2 separate regions of the Macaca mulatta genome follow, and region 2 is linked to region 1. The links are chromatin contacts, called in public Hi-C maps. All regions are on one chromosome and are shown on one strand. Each heading gives the region's core, a stretch centred on a gene start, on an enhancer-like site or on the middle of the called end of the contact. The rest is flanking DNA. Distances are from core to core; before and after follow the strand shown. Region 1 holds the start of PILRB (paired immunoglobin like type 2 receptor beta). Region 2 overlaps PILRA (paired immunoglobin like type 2 receptor alpha).

Evidence for each region. A called contact is a pair of places that touch in the nucleus more often than the background predicts.
Region 2: a Hi-C map of CD4 T cells shows a contact between it and region 1, with 5 times the contacts expected there. The contact joins the enhancer-like site here to the promoter of PILRB in region 1. A contact is called at or near these places in 4 of 14 Hi-C or Micro-C datasets (CD4 T cells, blood, cortical neurons and 1 more).

What each region holds. Positions count from the first base shown.
Region 1 is chr3:47,545,923-47,548,874 of T2T-MMU8v2.0, reverse strand. It overlaps PILRB (paired immunoglobin like type 2 receptor beta), which reads right to left and starts at 1,358. Exons shown (of 6, transcript XM_077996374.1): 1 at 1,228-1,358. It overlaps PVRIG (PVR related immunoglobulin domain containing), which reads right to left. Exons shown (of 5, transcript XM_028845576.2): 2 at 2,751-2,952; 3 at 2,315-2,665; 4 at 2,106-2,232; 5 at 1,301-1,857. The coding sequence starts at 2,868. The coding sequence ends at 1,332. It overlaps LOC144339726 (a long non-coding RNA gene), which reads left to right and starts at 1,510. Exons shown (of 3, transcript XR_013415083.1): 1 at 1,510-2,683; 2 at 2,874-2,952.
Region 2 is chr3:47,604,400-47,607,494 of T2T-MMU8v2.0, reverse strand. All of the region lies in intron 5 of PILRA (paired immunoglobin like type 2 receptor alpha), which reads right to left. It overlaps ZCWPW1 (zinc finger CW-type and PWWP domain containing 1), which reads left to right. Exons shown (of 17, transcript XM_077996331.1): 10 at 165-285; 11 at 1,522-1,597; 12 at 1,996-2,100. Among named protein-coding and RNA genes, the nearest start is that of ZCWPW1, 21 kb to the left of the region's middle. Within about 2 kb of position 1,349, at least 2 of the 40 cell types and tissues checked have an H3K27ac peak or open chromatin away from gene starts, as enhancers often do. A contact at or near this core is called in CD4 T cells, where this site is marked.

The DNA.
Region 1 (2,952 bases), core at 109-2,608:
AGGCGTGCGTGAGCCACCGCGCCCGGCCCCCCTTTGTCTGCTTCTTAGAGATACCCAGCTTTCTGGAGATCCCCTTTAGGTTTCCCCTGAGACCTTACAAGCCCCACTGTTCACACCCACCCTGGGTCCAGGGTGCTTTTGCTCTCTCCCTTCCCTCCCTGTCATCTTCCTCCCGGCACTGCCTTCCTCACGCTCCTTGGGGACCTCTGCAGCAACCCTTCGTCTCTTCCTTGAGCCCCCAGTCTTGGAGGAACTGCTGAGCTGCCTAGGCCAGTGCTGAGGGTTTCTGGGAGGAGGAGGATGACCACCAGCTGAGGAAGGCAGGCCTGACCACCTGCAACCACCCTCTTTCCAGCATAGTACAGAGCTGGGAACTGGATGGGGCTGGGTCCTGGCAAGGCCACATCAGGGCCTGCCTGGGGCAGTGCGCTGGGCTGCGGAGGGTGGTGAGGGTGGATGCAGCCTCTGGGCAGGCCGTCCCTGAGCTGGACGTAGGGCATGGTTCCTGATTGGCAGCTGGCACTTCCTGCGATGTCCCCCATGCAGTCCCAGGGAGGGGCTGAGGGGCGGGTGCCCTTCCTCCCCAGGGGTGCTCACCCCTGCTCAGGCAGCAGCCTCAGCCTGGCTCTGGAACGACACAGCCCCGCCACCTAGGGCCTGCTACGTTCCTGGGGAGTCTCGAAGCCCAGAGCCCTCTCTCTCACGCTGTCTCGTGTGGCAAAAGCCCCATCAGGCCCAGGCTGTGGGGCCCACAAGCAGAAGGGCCGGCTCTGGATGGAACATTTTGTGGGGAGGCCCCCACGTCTGTGAAGGCCTCTGCCTGCCCGGAGAGGAGGTGGGGGAAGTGACTGAGGGAAGATTTCAGGCGAATCCCCCTACTCTCCACCCCCTGCCTGACACCCGCTATGGAAGGAGGGCATCAGGACCGCAGACCAGGCCACAGCAGGGAGCCCGGCAGAAGGATGCCAGGTCAAACCACAGGGACTTCTCTCAGGCTGAAGCCCCAGGAACCCTTGCAGCTGTCCTAGGACATGGTGGGATTGGAGCAGAAACCATCCTGCTGGGATCCCCCAGTTCTATCTAGGCAGCTAGAAGTGTCCCTCAGGAAGCTCCCCCAACCCCCCGCCACCCCAAGAAGCCAGGACAGATCTCTAAGATTGGGACACTGCCCTCTCCCTGGGCCAACTCCAACCCTGCAAGGAGGCCCCAACCCACTCTGGTTCTCACCTGGCTTCTTCCTCCAGGGGTGGAGACTGCCTCCCCAGTCTCTTCACCCCCAAAGAAGCAGCACAGTCAAGGCCCAAGTCAGAGAAACTGTGTTGCTGACTTCGTCACGGCAGGAAACGACTGGAATGGGGTTCTGTCACGCACACACTCACACCTGTGCCCACACACCCCCACGCATGCACACACACAGACCACATCCGCAGCAGGTGGGCCTGGCCAAGTACCCGTGGTACACTTATTGGAGGCCCAAGAATAAAGTAAGGGGGTGGCGCCCAGGAGGCCAGGGAAGGGGAAAGTCCAGTGGCCTCATGGTCTCTCTCATCGAACTCCGAAGCGTCCTTCCACGGCCCTGGGACCCCGACAGTCAGGGAAAAGAGTGAGGCCGGGACCGGTGTGGGGAGGCCTCTCCCATGCCTGAGTGTAGAGTCCGTTCTCAACAGAGACAAAGCTGCCACGTGCAAGGATGGGTGTGGAGGCCGAGGCGGCAGGGCCCTGGGGCTGGTGTGCGGCGTGGGTGGGGAGCGATGCCCACCCGTTGGGGTGAGCCGTGTCCAAAGTAGCTGGGCAGAAGCTGGTGTTGATAGTGGCATAAGGGTCGTGGAGAGCAGCCTGGGAGGCCTGGCTGGGCGCCTGCACGGGGGAAGGAGGGTCAAGTGAGTCTGTACAGCTTGGGTCCAGCCCTGGCCCCCCTTCCCCTGCCACCTCGTCCCCAAAGCAGCCCTCCTCCTCACCCATGCTTGTGCTGTCAGTGCCTGGGAGTTGGTGTGGGATGGCTGTAGCCTAGGGGTAGGGCTGGGAGAGAGCGAGGATGGTCAGAGCTCTGCAGGGCATGTGGCCAGCCCAGTGTCAGGGGGATGTGAACAGGGCCCAGGTCTCACCGGTGCTTCTGTCGGCGCAGCAGGTGAAGGAGGTATCCACAGCCAAAGAGGAGGACTCCTGAGAGCCCCAAGATCCCGGCCAGATCTGCCCGCAGAATGGGGACAGGAGTTGGCGGGGCAGAGAGCCCTGGGCACAGAGACAAGAATCAGATCGGTGGCCAGTGTCCAAGCCCCTCCCTGCCCTCCTGGGCTCCTCGCCCTGGCCCCACCTGGGTCTGAGCTGGGCGGGAGGCTCCCACAGGACTCCCAGGAGCCTTCAGGGAAGGATGCAAACTTGCAGCAGAAGGTGGTGTTGGCGAAGGGGCTGCTGGCCCCAGAGTCTTCCAGGGCGAGAGAGATGCTGCTCTGGGTTTCCCAGCGGGCCTGGCGAGCAGGGGCCCATTGCCGGGTGCCAAGTTCTGGGTGCAACACAGCCAGCTTGGTCCCCCCAGCACCATCGGGGCCTCCCCAGCTCACAGTCACCAGGGAGATGGAGCCAGGCCCCAGGAACCCACAATGGATAGTGAAGGACGAGAGCTCAGTGGCCTCCATCTGAACTTGCACCCACACCTCCGGGGTCCCTGTGGAACAGCAGCAAGGTTGGTGGGCTGTTGTCCTACATCGCCCTCCCTGCAGCCCCTGCCCCTCTCTGGTGCTGGCACTCACCCGCAGTGACACACAGGGTCAGCAGCACCCAGGGCAGGGCCAGGGTCCGGCGCCCCATGGCCCCCTCCAGTCCGGGTTCTGGGGACTGCAGGGCCAGCACCTGTGCCTCTGTTCTCATCGCAGGAAGTCTTCATGTTGTCAGCAGCCAAACAGCCACTTCCTTCTCCCCTCTCACACCTTCCCCAGAGGTGGTGAACACAAG
Region 2 (3,095 bases), core at 100-2,599, 59 kb before region 1:
CCATGGGTCTTTATTGTTCTTCCTCCATGCTGATCTCCCAGGTGCCCTTTTGGTCCCACCTGCTGCATATACCAATTTCCTTCTTGTCCTCTCCCCAACCCTCATTCACCTCTTTCTCTTTATGAGTCTCTTCCTGTCCCTTCATTCCTTCTCTCTTTCAGCAGATGTGCAGTATAATCGCTGTGATATTCCTGAGGAGACCTGGACAGGGCTTGAAAGTGATGTGGCCTATGCCTCCTACATCCCAGGATCCATCATCTGGGCCAAGCAATACGGTTACCCCTGGTAGGGCACTATGACACAGTCAGAGCATCCTTCACAAACTTGAGAGAGGTAGATTCAAGCAGGGATGGAAGCAAATGGAAAACATCTGTAATTGAAATGGTTCTGGCCTTAGAAAGAGCAGGGGGTGAGAGAAAAGATAAAGTACCATGCCTGAAGGCTTTGAAAGAGCATGTTTTCTGGAGGTTTCAGCATGGAGGTGATAGCTCCCTGGAAAAAAGGATCTGATAGTGCTACCCCAGCTGGTAGAAAGAAGAGGGTGGATCTGAGGCATTTAAAAATATTGAGATTGGCCAGGCGCAGTGGCTCACACCTGTAATCCCAGCACTTTGGGAGGCCAAGGCGGGCAGATCACCTGAGCACACAAGTTTGAGACCAGCCTGGCCAACATGGTGAAATCCCGTCCCTACTAAAAAATAGAAAAATTAACCAGATGTGGTGGCGCATGCCTGTAGTCCCAGCTACTCAGGACACTGAGGCAGAAGAATCACTTGAACCCGGGAGGCAGAGGTTGTAGTGAGCCAAGATTGCACCACTGCACTCCAGCCTGGGTGACAGTGAGTCCTCATCTCAAAAATAAATAAAAATATTGAGATTGAGAGATACAAAGTAAAGGGAACAAGGAAAAGTGGAATAGTTTCTTCTTTGGAGATGTCCCTAGTCGAAGATTTTGTTTTTAGGATTATGGGATGGCTCAGAAGGATAAGACCTTCACTAGGTGTATTCTGAACTCCTGTGTGCATTGATGGAAGTCACTTCCTCATCTGAGTCATTGAGTAGTGACCACTAGAGGGGGCTGATGGCAGAGGAATCTATTTTTTAGATCCTTTTTTTTCAAAGTGTACTGCTGACTGAGCGCAGTGACTCGCACTTGTAATTCCAGCACTTTGGGAGGTTGAGGTGGGAGGATTGCTTGAGCCCAGGAGTTTGAGATCAGTCCTGGCTATATAGTGAGACCCCATCTCTGCAAAAAATAAAATAAACAGCTGGGTGTGGTGGCATTTGCCTGTAGTCCCAGCTACTCAGGAGGCTGAGGTGGGAGGATCACTTGTGCCTGGGAGATTGAAGCTGCAGTGAGCCATGGTTGTAACACTGCACTCCAGCCTGGGTGACAGAGTGAAACCTTGTCTCAGAAAAAAAAATCATACTGCTCTTTTCTGTGCATGTACATTGATGAGGTTGTGTTCTGTTCATCTAACCCCTTCTCTTCTGTCCCCTGCACCCAACTATCTTCTCCAGGTGGCCAGGCATGATAGAATCTGATCCTGACTTAGGAGAATATTTTCTTTTTACTTCCCATCTTGATTCCCTGCCGGTGAGTTTCCTGGTTCAGGGTAAGAAGGAGCTCAGGCCAAAGTAATGAACAAATCCATCCTCACAGATGTACAGATAAGAGACATGGACATAACTAGGAGACACAAGTGAAAACAGATACTTAACTAGGAGGACAAACACAGAGATAAGTGCTCACACATATAATAGAAACAAACTTGTATCTAATTAAATATTTATCCACTGTCAGGGCATTAGTGGTTTTGATAAATATGCTTTGGCTAGGATTCCTGAGGTTAGAGTGGAAGAACAATCGGAACGAGGATAGGGTAGATGAGTCAGGCTTCAAGGGGGCATGTGAGGCCCAGCACCTCCTTCTGGCTAGAGGAGAAAAGCAGGGAGCAGGACAGGAGTCCATAACAGGACCATCTTTTATTTCAGTCTAAGTACCACGTGACATTTTTTGGAGAAACAGTTTCTCGTGCATGGATCCCAGTCAACATGCTAAAGAACTTCCAGGAGCTGTCCCTGGAGCTATCAGGCATGGTGAGCACATCTTGGGGTTCTGTTGTGATACAGAGGAAATGAAATCTTCCTTTTATTAAACCTGATTTTCTCCCAGGCTAAGCCATGTCGGGAGAAAGTTCTGTGTCTGACCAGGTGTGCCAAGGGTGAGGTAATTCATGAAGGACTCTTCTTGCTCCTAGGACTGCAGCAGGGCAATTATTTTTTTCAGTCCCCTTCCCTGCCTGCAGATGGGGGGCCATTCTGAAGGTGAGGTTTTTCTACAGTTTAGCCAAAGCAGGTGTGGCAGAAATGAAGGCACAAATTAACTCAGGATTTCTCAGTCTCAGCACTATTGGCATTTTGGGGGAGATAATGTTTGGTTGTAGAGGGCTGTCCTTGTATCATGGGATGTTTAGCAGCATCCCTAGGCTCCAGCGGCATCTAACCAGCAGCAGCTCCCACCTCCACCCTCTGCCCCCTGCCTGTGGTTGTGACAACCAAAAAATTATCTCCAGCCATTGCCAGGTGGATTCTGGAGGGCACAGTCTACCCGGTTGAGAACCACTGGATTAGCACAATAACATTTCCTCCCTGTAGTCACTTTGGGTTTGACCAGCCTTGCAAATGAGCAGAGACTTAGTGGCCCAGGGGCTTTAGAAAATCAAGCAATGAGTATTAAATCAAACAGCTGAATCTAAAGAAACTTGTCAGAAGCTTCAAAGTGAAATCACCTGGGCTCCTATAATCCTCTCTTCAAATTTCCATGGGATTCACTTTGGAGAGGACACCAAAATGTTGGTTGAAAATATTGCTAGGGCCAGGTGTGGTGGCCCACACCTGTAATCCCAGCACTTTGGGAGGCCGAGGTGGGCAGATCGCCTGAGCTCAGGAGTTTGAGACCACCCGGGCAACATGGTGAAACCCTGTCTCTACTAAAATACAAAAAATTTGCTGGGCATGGTGCTGTGTGCCTGTAGTCCCAGCAGGAGGCTGGGATTGCTTGAACCAGGGAGGTGGAGGATGCAGTGAGCTGA